Linked DNA regions of Zea mays: region 2 is linked to region 1. Evidence: chromatin contacts called from public Hi-C data. All regions are on one chromosome and are shown on one strand. Each heading gives the region's core, a stretch centred on a gene start, on an enhancer-like site or on the middle of the called end of the contact. The rest is flanking DNA. Distances are from core to core; before and after follow the strand shown. Region 1 holds the start of LOC100275573. Region 2 holds the start of LOC100286100 (tsi1-interacting protein TSIP1).

What was found. A called contact is a pair of places that touch in the nucleus more often than the background predicts.
Region 2: a contact with region 1 is called in a Hi-C map of tassel, with 5 times the contacts expected there. The contact joins the promoter of LOC100286100 here to the promoter of LOC100275573 in region 1. A contact is called at or near these places in 3 of 25 Hi-C or Micro-C datasets (leaf and tassel).

The regions. Positions count from the first base shown.
Region 1 is chr7:122,683,128-122,690,540 of Zm-B73-REFERENCE-NAM-5.0, forward strand. LOC100275573 reads right to left here and starts at 4,915. Exons shown (of 7, transcript NM_001371678.1): 1 at 4,728-4,915; 2 at 1,843-3,243; 3 at 1,254-1,373; 4 at 736-852; 5 at 559-648. The coding sequence starts at 3,165.
Region 2 is chr7:122,934,232-122,941,644 of Zm-B73-REFERENCE-NAM-5.0, forward strand. LOC100286100 (tsi1-interacting protein TSIP1) reads left to right here and starts at 3,491. Exons shown (of 3, transcript NM_001158988.2): 1 at 3,491-3,827; 2 at 6,691-6,840; 3 at 7,010-7,341. The coding sequence starts at 3,606. The coding sequence ends at 7,087. It overlaps LOC111589723 (a long non-coding RNA gene), which reads right to left. Exons shown (of 2, transcript XR_002748811.2): 2 at 4,619-5,027.

The DNA of each region.
Region 1 (7,413 bases), core at 3,665-6,164:
TTCTACCTGGGGTCATATGTTTTGTAAAGGTCCGATTCAGACCATGTAAAACAAGTTTTTAAGCATTAACAGGAGGGAGTTAATTAGTTAAGGTATCCTTTTATTTGGAGACTAGGGGCTTCTGTTAATGGCTCAGAGGTACAATGGATTAGAAAATGATTTTAATGGAAGCCATTTTTACACCCATCCAATAAGATCTGGGACTAGATTAGAATGGACCGCTCATAAAGTTCCAGGCCTAAATCATACCTCAAGGTGCACACCTTCTCAAACTGTCATCAGAGGTAGTTTGATTGAATATAAAGATAATGCTAGTAGATGAGTCATAATCTATTGAGTTCCATAAAACTTTGAGAATGTGGGTTTATCACTCTCTTAATCAGGGAAGAACATTTTTTATTGCTTTCACCTATATGTGATGAGCATCTGAAACATTCTTTTGCGTTGCTATTATACAGAATTAGTACATAGCCTACCACATAAAGACCTCATATTACCAAAGGAACCAACATAAAAATGAATACTAAATTCAAAGACAAATGCATGCAAGTATCTGACCTTTGAATGAATGCAGCAAACAGATGAGCCCAAAACTTGCATGACATCAACAGCTGAGCTTACAGCGTTCTTGAGAGCAATTGTGTTAGCCTGTTCATATGATAGTCAATAACATGGCAGAAATCACAACAGCATACTAAAATGTGTGCAATTCAGTTAGTAGAGTTCCTAGCATACCTTTGCTCCCAATGTAACTGGCAGGCGCAGGGTGCTTGCTTTCAGAGCCTCAGTTGCCCCTAGTAAAGAGATACTATTCTCCCTTTCTAGCGTTGGCCATTGTTCAAGGTAAGCAATCTGAACCAAAACAACAGCATATTTTAGAAATGCTATCTGTGTAATTGATCGACAGTAATAACTAGTATGAGTGCTGAAAAAGTACTGCGAATAGTCATAGTTTTTATATTTTGTACCATCCTCCATTGAAAAGATAATGTGATAAATAAATATATACTTACAGCACGTGCTGATCAATGCAATCGAACAATGTGAACTTTTTTTTCCAAATTTTACCATTACCATGCTAGCATGGTTTTTAAAGCGGTAAGGCGAGCCAAGGCGTTGGACCACCGCCTGGACGCCTAGGCGAGGTAGCCGGGCAAGGCGCCTAGGCGTTGGACCTCCGCCTAGACACCTAGGCGACGCCTTAAGAACAGGGCATGCTAGTACCATGTAGCAAGTTATGATCTGGAACGTACCTGCTCTTTCAGAATGTTGTAAAGCCTGAGTTCTTGTTGGAAGTGTTGCACCATTATTCTTTTCATATTAACAGAATCCCGCAGGTTTACAGTATTCCTCCAAACATTATACATGGTATTCTATTTCACATAAGAAAAGGGAAAAGTAGTTTCATGAATAAAATCACTCAAAAAGCTAAAAAGAAACAAGTACACTAAAAATCCAATTCTTAGTAGTAGATCACAAACAAACTTCTAAACACAAAAATCATAGATATGGGCAAACTTTACAGAGCACAAAGTTTTCTCATCTATTTTGGTCAAACAGTTGGCACCATAACCACAAAACTAACTGATTTTGGAAGAAAATGCCTAGTACCCTAGTCACAACTCACAAAGCTTATGTTCAATTTTATCTATATATTTTGCAGCTGCAAGGTTAACTTGTGAAGAGAAAGTATTACATGAACTGTTGTTATGTTATCATAGAAAAGCTCTAACTGCATGAAGTACTGGAATCCAAGAAAGAACAAGACAAAATGACACAAACGAGGCCAATTGAAGTAAAATTAGATTAAAAAAGTAAGAGCAACTAATTTGCTAATTTTACCTCAACAGTAGCCTTTTGAAAAGATAAAGCATCTTCTGCATAAGCATTTATAAAGAGCCACTGTAAATGTCTATTGTGCAATAAACGCACTTGGTGGATATTTTCGATTTGGCTGGCATTCTTCTTTCCTTTCCGCGCATCAACCATGTAGTTAATAAGAGAAGATGGAACGCTTGATTGGATAGCTCCAACACTTTGGGACTGACAGGGTGTTGATGGCCTTGTCCGAGATGGGCTCTGAAAGGCCCTGGAAGTTGAGGACGTAGCTGGCAATGCTCTGCTTGGTGATGATGAGCGTTGTAGAATTGGAACAGGAAAAGTAACTGTTCTGTTTGGTCGGCTCAAAGATTTGGATCTCTCTATTGTCTGTGAATCTACCTTATCATCTTTTCTGCTTGATTGAATAGCCAAACTCCTTGCCACTTCATCCAATGACTGATTTGACAGTTTCACTGAAGCTTCAACAGAAGGGGTCTTCATTGGTGAAGGGCATCTTGATGTATTTGATGATGGGACTGGTCCGACGGAAGGGGTCTTCCTTGGTGAAAGGCCTCTTGATGTATTTGATGATGGCACAGGTCTGACAGAAGGCGTCTTCCTTGGTGAAAGACCTCTTGATGTATTTGATGATGCGACTGGTATATTAGCTTTGTCCGAAAGGTCAATGCTTCTTGACATGAGATTCTTCGGCGCCTGCCCAGCTATCATGGCTGGCCATCTGTGTTGCTCAATTAACCTCTTAGGGGGCTCCTCTGAAGGTTGAGCATTCTCACAATGTTCACCAATGTTTTTCCTTCTAAAAGGACTTCTCTTCCTCTCCGTTAGAACACTCACTTGCCCCTTGCTACAATCCAAAGCCGTGACTACCTTATCATTTCTAGTAGTAGGTGCAGCCACAGATTCCGACTGGAAAGATGAAGACAAGTTACGCATTGCTGGCCACAAGCCATCAGGAGCCTTTGTGCTTGCTATACGCTTGGAACTCTTGTGTAAGTCTCTAGTGGTATCACGAACTGGTGTGATGGACCTTGACACAGGGGTTGAGGGTGTTGACACCTTAGAGGGAGGGGTTGAAGGTGTCGGCCTTCTTCTATCTGCAGACTGAGCTCTTTTGGGTGCTGGTGTGCCTTCAATTGCTGAGGTCTGGCCAAGACTTGGTGATGTACATCTTCTTATCTTAGTGGCATCAGCCAGATCAGTTTTGCACCTGGATGCAACATTCCTCACTCGGAAAGCATTGTGCTTCTCGGATGGAACTAGTGGTGGTCTTAGAGTCTCATCAACAAGATCAACCTTCTTTGCATGGCTCTTAATAGCATCCATGAAGAATAAAAATTTCCAGAACAAACCACATCAATATGGATCTCAAGAAACCAGCTTGCTGCAACAACCAATGTATACCTAAAGGCACACAACCAGACACCAAATAAATAGGTAAGCCTCAAATTAAGAAGAACGAACATCCAAATTTCAATTTGAAACAAGCAACAGGAACTTTCTGCACATAAGAGAAAACAACAAAGGGCACCAAATTAGCATGTACTAAAACAATGAACCCGAGTCATCCACAAGACTACAAATTGCAGGTGACTGAATTGCGTATAGAAATGAAATTTTACCGATTTCAGCGCCAAAACTTCGAACAGCTATAGCTAGTGCGGCCAATCGTGAAGGAGAGTGACTAGACAGAGGCTCGGAAACAGGGGAGGAAGGTGGCATCTGAATGTATAAATGCATTGTAGATCTACTATAAAGCATAAAAAAGATCTTTGGACAAATGGCAGCTGCTACATGGGATCGTACATCAATTGAGCAAGGACAAAGCACATAAACATTATTCGTGGAGATTCTGATGGTTTTAGAACAGACAGGACAATGCACATGCATGTGAGACGAATCAGTTTCCTAATAATTTCTCGCCAGAAGCAGCATGGGAAACAGGGACATTTTTTAATACTTGCCACTTATGAGCTATGCACATGCATCAAGGATATGCCCGCCATGACAGAGACAAGGGAAAAATATGACGGTGGAGTGGTGGACATAGACACATAGTACCAGCTAAACCGCCAGACTTCACTTGACGTTGCCGAGAATTCACTTGGACAAAATCGAATAATAATGCTAAAAATCGTTGTACCCAAAGATAGCGCACATGCTATCTGCAAAGTTGGGCGAATAAAACAATAGTTCCTTGAAAATTCAGACAGCAAGAGCACATTAAGTGCAGGGTGATTTAGTTTGGAATTCAGGATCTACCGTTGGGTTTTGGTATATGTTCGTTTAATTTTTTTTAAAGAAATAGCTAATGTGCTAGTGCGAAGCACCTAGTCTTTAAAAAACGCACTGCGGAGTAATTAAGCTTCCAAATTACCGAAGACACAAAGCACGAAGAAAAAAACAAATGTCGCAATTGGCAAGATTAACCTGCTAAACAGACAAGCTCGAGCCGTGTTCCAACGAACGAAATCACGAGTCACTCCATGCCAAAGTTCTCGGTACTCAACCGGTAAGACCCACCCAATCCGCAGCGAGAATCCCAAGTGGCATAGCGGAACCATTTCAGGGGGCGCCGAAGAACCCGAGGAGGAGCGGCCGGATTCACCGGAGGAGTAGCAGGAAGCGATCCAGAATTCCAAAACCACCTGGTCCCGCCGAGTTCGCGATCAACGGTAAGCCTGCCCAGTCAACTCTCCCACCCGCACACCCCGATCAAATGCCCCCCACACCCGGCGGGCAAGCTAGGCCATCCTGCTCCCCCAGCTCAAATCGAGGAAAAGGAAAAAAAAAAAACGGCGTGTCGAATATAGATCGGCGCTACGCACCAACCAGGTCCTAAACTCTAGTTCCGGAACTCAGCCAGCAAGCGCCAGAAACCTCCTTACCTCGAGCGCGCGGCCCAGCGGCGATCGCGCGGAGATCCCGAGCCGGTGAGGCCCTTAAATCCGCCGCCGCCGCGCCTTCAGCCTCGCAGCGCCGCCCGCCGGGTCGTGGGATCTCTTCGGACACGCCACGCGGACGGCGCGGTATCCCCGCGTTTCCGGTTTGGAGCTGGAGGAGGGGCAGAGGGGCGGGTGCGCGGCGTGGGGAGTGCAGCTGGTGGAGGTGGAGGAGGGAGGACGGTTGCCGCGGGCGGCAGGGAAGTAGAGAATTAAGAGGAACTCCCAACAGGCAACAGAGCTCGGTATCCTCTCCCAGCTGGGTTATCTAGATATAATTATCTTTTATTCTAAATTTCAAAAAAACAATAGCATTTTTCAGAATATAAATAAGATATATAAAGTATAATAAAGTAAAACTATAGAAATTAGTTTTTATATAAATAATTCTGTAAATAAAAATTTAGAGAATAAAAATTTAGGGCTCTCGTTCATGCTCAAGTGGAGGTCGCCGAGTTAAGGGCGACCAAACGGCTCTAATTGCGCCTCTCTTGTTAAGCTACCGAGCGGTTTTCCACTACGTGTCCCCTGGCGCGTGCACCCCGAGCGTGCGTTAGGCTTGAATGCCTGCCTGTCTGCGCCATGGCCATGGCCCTGTTTGTTTCGGCTTCTGGCAGCTTCTGGCCACCAAAAGCTACTGCGGACTGCCAAACGCTCAGCTTTTCAGCCAGTTTCTATAAAATTCGTTCGGACAAAAACTATCCAAAATCAACATAAACACATAATCGGTTGAGTCGTTGTAATAGTAGGAATCCGTCACTTTCTAGATCCTGAGTCATATGAACAACTTTATCTTTCTCCACACATAATCGTAATGATACTCAGATTCTCTCCACAGCCAGATTCTCCTCACAGCCAGATTTTCAGAAAAGCTGGTCAGAAAAAAGCTGAACCAAATAGGCCCCATGGCGGACCTGGAAAAGCCTGTGCAGCAGGGTGCAGGAAAGCTGGAAAAGGTCAATTCCCGGCCGAACGTTTCGCTGGTGCAAAAAGCAAATGGGCAGCCCTCGGCTTCGTTCAGCGGAACCGATCAAAGTTGCTGGATTAGCTCATCTGATCTTTGGACCGAAAGCAGATGTGCACGCGCAGGCCCGGGTCATTGCCGGCGCCGCCGCGCATGCCACGCCACGGTGCAGTGCAACGCAGGTAGCTCCCAGTCGCAGGCCTGAACAGTTGACCTAATCCCTCAAAGATATACATAAAAGTCGTGTTTCCAGGTGTTTGTTTTCGTTGAACGTTTCTTCAAGCCTTAACCCCGAGCTATCCAGGGCGTATAGTATAGCGTCCAGGAATAGCAGCCCTCGTAGCGAAAATTCCCGGTCAAACGCAAGCTCCAATCCACATGCATAAACTAGGTAAACCATCGACCAAAGCTGTCAACGATTACAAATTGAAGCTTATTCAACCTTCGCAATCACAACCACACTATTTTGAAAAGGCTTACTTACGTATTTGGGGCTAGTTTGAGAACTCAAATTCTCTTCATCACAGAAGATGATTAAAAAAGAAATTAGTTCACGACTAATATTTTGAAACGGATAGAGTATAATTTATTGGTGAAGTTTTTTTATGACCGATAAATATGCATGTGCGTTGTGGCGGGGCCAATACGTCTTGGTCACATATAAGACTAGGAGAATGCATATGCATTTTGGGGATAAGAAATGGGTTTGAAGAAACCATTTGCTTGGAATCCGACTCTATAGTGTCGCTAAACATGACATGATTTGTTGTAACTGATATGAGTATAAATCCTGAGAGGCATAATTACATACACAATAGGAAAGGGCACTTCCGACGTCATCAGCACCATACGTCGGATGTTTTATTTATTTTCGATGGCTTCTCTGCCAGTCGTCGGAGTTAAAGTTTGTGTTCGACGACTGCTAGACAAGCCGTCGAGGATAAGTAATTTTAAGGAACGAAGCTCGACCGTGCCATTTCACTTTCGCACGCACGCCTCTCTCGCTCTCGCTCATGTCTCGCTCGACAGCGCCGCCGTCACTCTGGTCACCATCGCCGCTCCACCTCGTTTGTGCCCCTGCTGCGTCTTCTCCGGCCCCTTCCGCCTCTACGACACCTGCCGCCTACGCTCACACTTGCCACCGTTGCCTCCGTCGTTTGTGTCCGCGCACACGTGCCGCTGCGTAAGTACTCTTGATCTTGTGATGTTTGCTAGTAGTTTTTTATGTAGAAATAAATGATTTATATGTTAAATAATATTTAGTATGTTATGTCCGACAAGCAAAAATTCGATTATCTAATTACATTAGCTTGATTTAGTTTATTTAGGCGTGTGTAGATGATTGATTTGACTGTTGTGATAGGAGACACGAGAATGCATGGTGATAGACCGTGAAATACTCCTCCGGTCTAAAATATAATTTGTTTTAGACTAAATATATATTAAATAACATATGTCTATATTTATTATCATCATTTATTTGAATGTGGGCGGAAAAAAAATAGAAGGTCAGAAAGAACTGCATTTTGGAACCGATGGGGGTAAAAAAAGAGACGAAAGATATTATTCCTCTTTAATATTAATTAATATTAAGTGTAGACATCGAGTGTAGATAGATACGGACATAAATGACTATAGGCTTGTTTGGATGTACGGGAAGTCCAAAGA
Region 2 (7,413 bases), core at 2,241-4,740, 250 kb after region 1:
CTGATCTTACCCCGATGGTGGGGATTAGATCAGACCGAGGTTATATTCCACTTGCGCCATGACCGCTTGATCAAAAATCAAGGGCCAAGATTGGACCACGACTTTTATGAACCTGTGCATGGTTTGAACCGTCAGATCCTGATACGAGGGCTCAGGGATCACGGCCGAAGAGGTAAGTATTTGATCTAATCACATTCGTCGTTTACTAGCTCGGTGATCCATAGGCCTTCTCTCCCCGCTGGTGGCGCTGCATGCCCACGACGGGGAACTCGCCGAAGAAAGTGATGTCGTGCTCCCACACCCAAAAATATGAGAATAACAGGTGCTACGCGAAGGGAAGGGCAGGTCAAACAGGCTGGGAGAGTCTCTTACCAGAATCAGAGGCGACAAACACCCTATTCATAGCGCGAGGCGGATCCGTGGGGTCCCCGAACTCCGGTGACCAATTGTCCCCCCCATCGATGATCTTGTCAGGTGAGGCCACATCCACGTTTGGCGGGATCACGCAATGCTCCTGGACCACCTGCTGGGGTTGGAGGGTCGCCAATGGGGTAGATCGACGGTGGCGGCTTCATCTTCTCCCCCTGCTCCGATGAGGATGCTCTCTACCCTCGGTTTCTCGCCTATGATGGAAGGCTAGCTGATGGGAAGAGGGGTCGTAGGGGTTCACATTTTATAGTGCCACGGTGGAGAGATCCCAATCGCAATGGCCTCAGATTCTTAGTGAGTTATTTGCTCGTGGAGCTCGTCGCGATGAAGGGAAGCTGACATGTCGGTCCCACGCGGTAGTGATACGTGAGAGCGTGTGGATTTCGGAAAAAGAGGGGAGGCTGGTTGAGCGGGGGCCCGCAACAACGGCACCAGGATGAGTCCGCACCCGCACGCGCTTGTGCGTGAAGGTGTGTGAATGTCTAGTGGGGTCCTCCTGTAGGCACAGATGCGAGAAGCAGACGCCCACAGCTGATAGACTGGCGGAAGGGGCCCGCCGGTTGGTGCTAGTTTGCTCGTGGGCTGGTTATTGTGGAGATGAGTTGGGTCGAGCAGTGCCAGGAGGGTTGGGCCTGCCAGGTAAGAATTCGGCCCAAGCGCAGGTAAAGGCTTCGAACATACCTCCAGCTGAATATATGGATGCATTAGCATTCAACTAGTGTGAAAAATTGTGTTCTAAGAAACTTTATATGTACTTTATTGACACTATTGTGTTATGAAAAGCTTTATATATACTTGTATGACACGACCGTAACCTTCTAATTGATGTGTGCTGCACTTAAATTGTGGTTTTATATTTGCATATGTATGTATTTACGTGTTTTTGGACATCAAATTATTTGTGAATATTTGATTATTCATTGTGCAGCGTAATTTGAACAATTTATAAATATATCTTATCAATTTTTATTTTTTTTTTGAAAACTGGACGAATAGGTAGCGAAAAAAATCGCCCGAGAAACGGTGAATCCCGCTGAGAAATAGCGAAATCTGGTAGATTCAAATTCGAAAACGTAAATTCAAATTTGAAAACGTAAACCGAACAGAAAATACGAAATCCGAGCGAAATTCAGTTATTTTGCATTTTCGCCGTTCGGCGAAAAACGGGTAAAAAAACGAGAAGGCTAACCTGGTCGGCACCGGCCCGCCAACATATTTGGCTGACCTGTGCTGAGTGCGTGACGAGCGCTAGCGCTAGATTTCAGCCCTATCAGCGCGCGCGTGGTCCAATTTCATATCCATACCGTATCCAAACCCGAATTCATTCACAGGAGAAGACGCGTGGTCCACAAGTAGCGCTAGAAGATTGTGGTTGTGCTGATTTCGTCAATTTCAATTTATGCCGGCCAAGCAATTATATACACGTGACTATACACATTTATAGTCTATTTTTTTTGGAAGAAAAGAATAGGGATTTAAGGTTGACTTTAATTGCCAAAGCAACGAGAGAGAAGTAGCATGAAATTTAGGTTGGAGGGAGTATAAGCTTATCGTACATGCATGTACAACAGTCGAACGGGGACCAATTGACCAGTACTATTATTTTATTTATTTATTTATTTATTTATGCTTTTTGCCCTGTGATTCATGTCATGTACACTATCATCAAGATTGACGGCGGCCATGGAATCGAACGTTCAACGTGAAAGCAACCTTGGCTTCAGTTCGACCATAGCCATCACAAGTCACATGACCCACACTGTGTATGTTATTTATCAGATTTGCTGCTTTTTTTTTCTCTTTCATCCAAAAAGATACTCCGTTCTTTCTCTTTTAGCCTGCGGTCTTTTGGATGCCATGGCATGCGCCGCCGCACCCCATGGCTCGCATTGGCACCACGGTGATCGTCGCTGACAAATCACGGGCACGCGCGGCCTAGCTGGCCGTCACATCATTTAATTTGACAGTTGGGCAGCCTGTGTGTCACTGTCACTGTCTGTCATTGTGAGGAGGCGCATGGATCCGGTGGCCACCCGGTCCGCTCCGCTCCGCTGGGCGAACGAAAGAACCGGCGCCGGTGGACGCAAAAATGCAATGCAGAAGCAGACGAACAAGATAAGTCGACCCAACCCTTTCCGATCTCAACAGGAATAGACACCACAAGCCAACGATGAGCTACTCGCAGATGGCCGTTGGTCCAATAATTTACATTCAGATTCTAGTCATTAGAAGTTGTTGCGGACTACTAATCACTTAGCGTTTCAGTCTATTTATATAAAAACTGTTTTTGGTGAAAATCATCTAAATCAATATGAAGCAGAATCGGTCGAGTCGTCGTGATAGTAAGACGTCGTGATAGAACGGAGTTACATACCACCTATCAACCAATGCTATAGCTCTGTGAACCAATACAAAATGTTCTAACCAAACACGAAACAACGTAATTAATTTACTCCATGAATCGATAACGGACAAAAAGACCAAACCAAACCGCACGATAGTCTTAGTCGTTGCTGCGTGCAGCTGTTCTAAATTATAAAATATTTTAGCTTATAGTTTTTTTACTATACATATGTATATATATACATTACGTATAAAAAAGTGTTAAAATATCTTTGTAAAGGGACTAGGGCACTAGCACAGCCACAGCCACAGGCCCACAGCAGCAGAGCAGCTGATGCTCAAACTGCCTAAGGAACAGGACTGGTGTTAGGCTATCCGCACTCATATAACTCTAAATTTCTACTTTAAAAAAACATTCCGTCCTTGTCAGCAAACTTCTTTACTCTATACCATAAATCTCCGCAGCCATGTTTACGCTATATCTCAACCCTATACTAACTACCATATATTATATTCTTTTTTCAATTTTTTTTATACACACTATACCTATGCTGGACCCGCCTCACACCTGCAGCCGTCCCACAGTTGAGCGCTATATCTGGAGTTTGAGGCTGCCTCGGCATTGATGCAGTAGAGTGTAGCGTCGGTTGCTGCAGGCTGCGAGTGCACGCTAAAGGGTATAAGGGGATTTTACCGTCCATGAGTGCGGACAGCCTAGCGCGATCGATCGAACCAGTGGACCCAGTGGGAACAGGAGGCCCACGATACCCTGCCTCCTGCCGCCCCGCCTCTCTCCTACCCGAAGCGAAGCGCCGGAGGAGTCCCTCCGTGCGATGCAGACGCCGGCGGCGACCATCTGCGGGGCCCACGGGGCAGCCTTCACCCCATGCCCCCGTCGCCCCACCCCTCCTGGAAGCCTCCGGAAGCCTTTCACTGGCTCTTCTCGGCGGACTCCAAGGCGCCGGCTCCTCGCTCCCATGGCCTCCACCGTCGACTCACCCGGGAGCTCATCCGACTTCACCAAGCGTATAGAGCGCGCCTGGCTAATCTCCCAGGTCCCCCTCCCCCCTTCCCCCTAATCGCTCTACTTCCGGGATTTTTGTTTGTTTGTTTGTTCGATTGGCCCGTTATGCGACGTGTTTAGTTGTTGTCGTTTTAGGATTGTTCCGTAGTTGTGGGTGTAGGCGCGTGGCTAGGTTTTTTTTCCCTTTGTGTAAGGTGTATGCTTCAACAGTGAACACCGTATCAGAGTTTGGGGCTTCGGACTTGTATGTCAAATGGGATTTCTGTGGCGATTTCGCGCGATGATCAACTGAATTCAATACCCTAATCTGGAAAATTTCAGTTAGAGATGACAAAATGCTGTTACCATGATGATTCAATGTCCAAACATCCATTCCAGCGCCACAGGTAGAAGATACCAGAAACAGTATCTACTCCTATAAAACACCAATTTTTCTGGTTCCTACTATCGCCCCTTTTGCAAAAGAGTCATTATACTTCTTTCTAATCTAACATGTGGTCATCTACGGAGATTCCCCTCATCTCTTGCGCCCAACTAACATGACTCCCCTGCATCTAACTTACTCACGCGGGGACGACGTTCCTCGACGACAGGCAAGGCCTATATGGCGGGTCGTGCACCGGTTGGGTGGGCCCTGGTACGCATATTCCTCTCCCTGTCTCTTTCTCGACGATGGGTGAGGCCTATACGGCAGGTCGGGCACGACGTTCCTCGGCGATGGGCTAACTTTTGGTGAGGTTGGTTTTGGTACAAATTAAATAGTTGATCCTAAGGTGGCTATCTACTCAATGTTTCAGTCAAAAAAGTATATACAATTTACAGTGTTAATCATGCATAATATAACAATAATAAGATTGTGTGTTGTCGCAATGCACGGACATTGTACTAGTATATGTAGATGTTGGACTCATAATCCAGTACAAGTCACTGTTGGTTCAAATGGCCCCATAGCATTGAGTGCATACATTCAGACATATAACCCAAACTATGGGGCCCCGTATAGAGCAAGCGACCTCAGGATGAGCTCCCGAAGAGCAGAAGCACCGGCAAATGCCACATTTGGCATCCCTCTTCTATCATTTGAAGAACAAACTGGACATTCAGAGAAGTTCCTTCAAACAACAGCAGCATTCTTGTGCTTCCAAACTTCCCAGTCAACAAGAATAACTACAAAATTGAATCCCTTGCGTAATATCTTGGCGACCGATCTTCTAGACCTGCACCACCATTCCTGGAAACGACATGTAGAGGTTGGATGTACCACTGCAACTAAGTTTAAATTCCGGAGAACCAAAGTCCAGACTTAGTTTTCTACAATTCAATACTTAAAAAAAAATTAGTATGTAGCCAAAGTTTGGAATAATTGAACCGAGATAATCCCAAAACGACACTTATTTTTGATTGGGGAGCTTCACTAGCTCTTCTAAGAAATTTGCGGAGAAGAGCTTCAACTACTTTGAGTATTCTGTTAGACACCGTTTGTGCTGAAATTGTAGTAAGCCACAATTCGTGGTAAACAATTTATTCACCATACTTGCGGTAGTTTGGTTTATATGTATGGCAGATGGGGCTAGAACCTAAGAAAGTGGCAATCACACATTTTATCGTGACTTGTGAACAAGCAATGGTCAATCTTGTGGTCTTTGCTTGTGTTCATTGTGACAAACCATGTTAGTCAACCAAACACCCTCTTAAGCTTCATTGAGAAGCCCAATGTTGTCTGTAGGAGCCTAGCTAACTCCCTTGAGAATTTGGGGGCAAAGGGCTTCAACTTATTGAAATTAAGAGAACATGAAGTTTCTTGTTAACCCTAGGACCCTGCACGATTTAAGAGAGTTTAAGCTACATGTTCGACTTGTGGGGAGTGAGACAACTCTCATGTGTTGCATTAAGAAGAAGACCTAACACATGCCAATAAAACCCCTGCTCTACCCATACACAACGGCACCACAACCCATATGAGAACGACCACAATCTGGGCCAGGCCTTAGACCTATGCTTTAGCGTAGGACAGAAGAGGAGACTTCTTTAAACCCAGCTTAAAATTCGCTACCATAGGGAGTCAAACTCAAGACCTGAGGAGTGCTACTCAGACCACATAACCAACTCAGATAGAGGTCCTTTCGATGTTTAAGCTACCTGTTTAGTTAACCTATGTATACCCTCCTTTTAACAACGCTTAGCTACTCTATCTTTTACCAATTTTGTATGTTTTTATGTGAAATTTGAATTTTTGTGGTTAATTAGGATTTAGGATTTGCTCAAAGGAGCTGTACAACTAATTTTCCCTTACGTGATAACTAGAGTATTGGTACTATTATTGTTTGGCAGAGCGTGGTGTTGTCTTCAAGAAGAAAATATCCTCACTCTAAGGCATATTTATATGCTAGGATTGCTTTTTTATTATCTGATTTATTCAGTTACCTGTGTGTACAAAATAAGGGGAAGTATTCCAAAGATTTGGAACAACATGGTGTTGATTTTTTCCATGTATGTGACATAAACCTGATTTGGAGAACATGGATTGAAAATGGAAATGCTACTTTAGTACTTCTAATTGGTTTCTTTTAGTTCCTGAAAGGTCTAACTAATAAAAATATATGCAATGTTAATTATATGATGTGCGCTGCTTAAAAGTTAAATTTGCATTACCTAGAAGGCTATGAATCAAATTTGTGGATGCCTTGCCCAATGGGCAGTTAAATAAAGATCCCAGTTTCTTGTTATTCCATCATCTGAGGCTGATCACTATTCAGTATTCACTAGAGACCATAGTTAAATTCGATCAGAAGTGGGCAGACCTAATCTTTATTTTATCTACAACAATGCTTTTTATTAGTGTGCAGCTTTGTCCTGCAGTCTAACTCTAACATTCATGATCTGGTGGTATGCAGCAACCAAGACCAGTTTCTTGCTCTTCCTGTCAATCTGCTGGCCACGTTGAGTGCAAGTGGTGTGCAGGAACAGGCTTCTTTATCCTTGGTGACAACATATTGTGTGAAGTACCCTCAAGAAATTCAAAATGTGTGATATGCTCTGGAAAGGTTGTATTAGTTGTTCCTTGCTGTAATTTACAGATTTTGCGAATACATCTACATGCAGACCACTTAACCTGAAATAAGTATGCTGTGCAGCACTTTTGTGCTTCATGAACAAGTTCATTTGCATGAAGTAATCTATTGAACATTTACATAAGATATTCTTCTATCTCAGGGCTTCACAAGTTGTGCTGATTGCCAAGGGACAGGTTTTCGTGCCAAGTGGCTGGAAGAACCTCCTATTGACAAATGAGGAAGTCAATCATACTGTAAAATTTACCATTTCACAGTAAACTAGCTACTTTTATGCTTTTCTGTCCATATCCTTCAATGTAACTCTGATAATATTATTTTCCTTTTCCTGTAATTGCATCAATTCCATATTATGACATGTTCTTAATTATTCAACATACATTTTCTGTAAGAACATGAGTATCAAGAGGTATTTTTTGCTCTAACTTGCAAGTTTTGCCTCAGCATCCTGCATCTTTTCTTGTGCAGTGCCCAACATGCAGAAAATTAGGATATACCAGTTTCTCTCTCTCTTGCTTGTTTTGTACGTAAGCAGATAAAAATGCA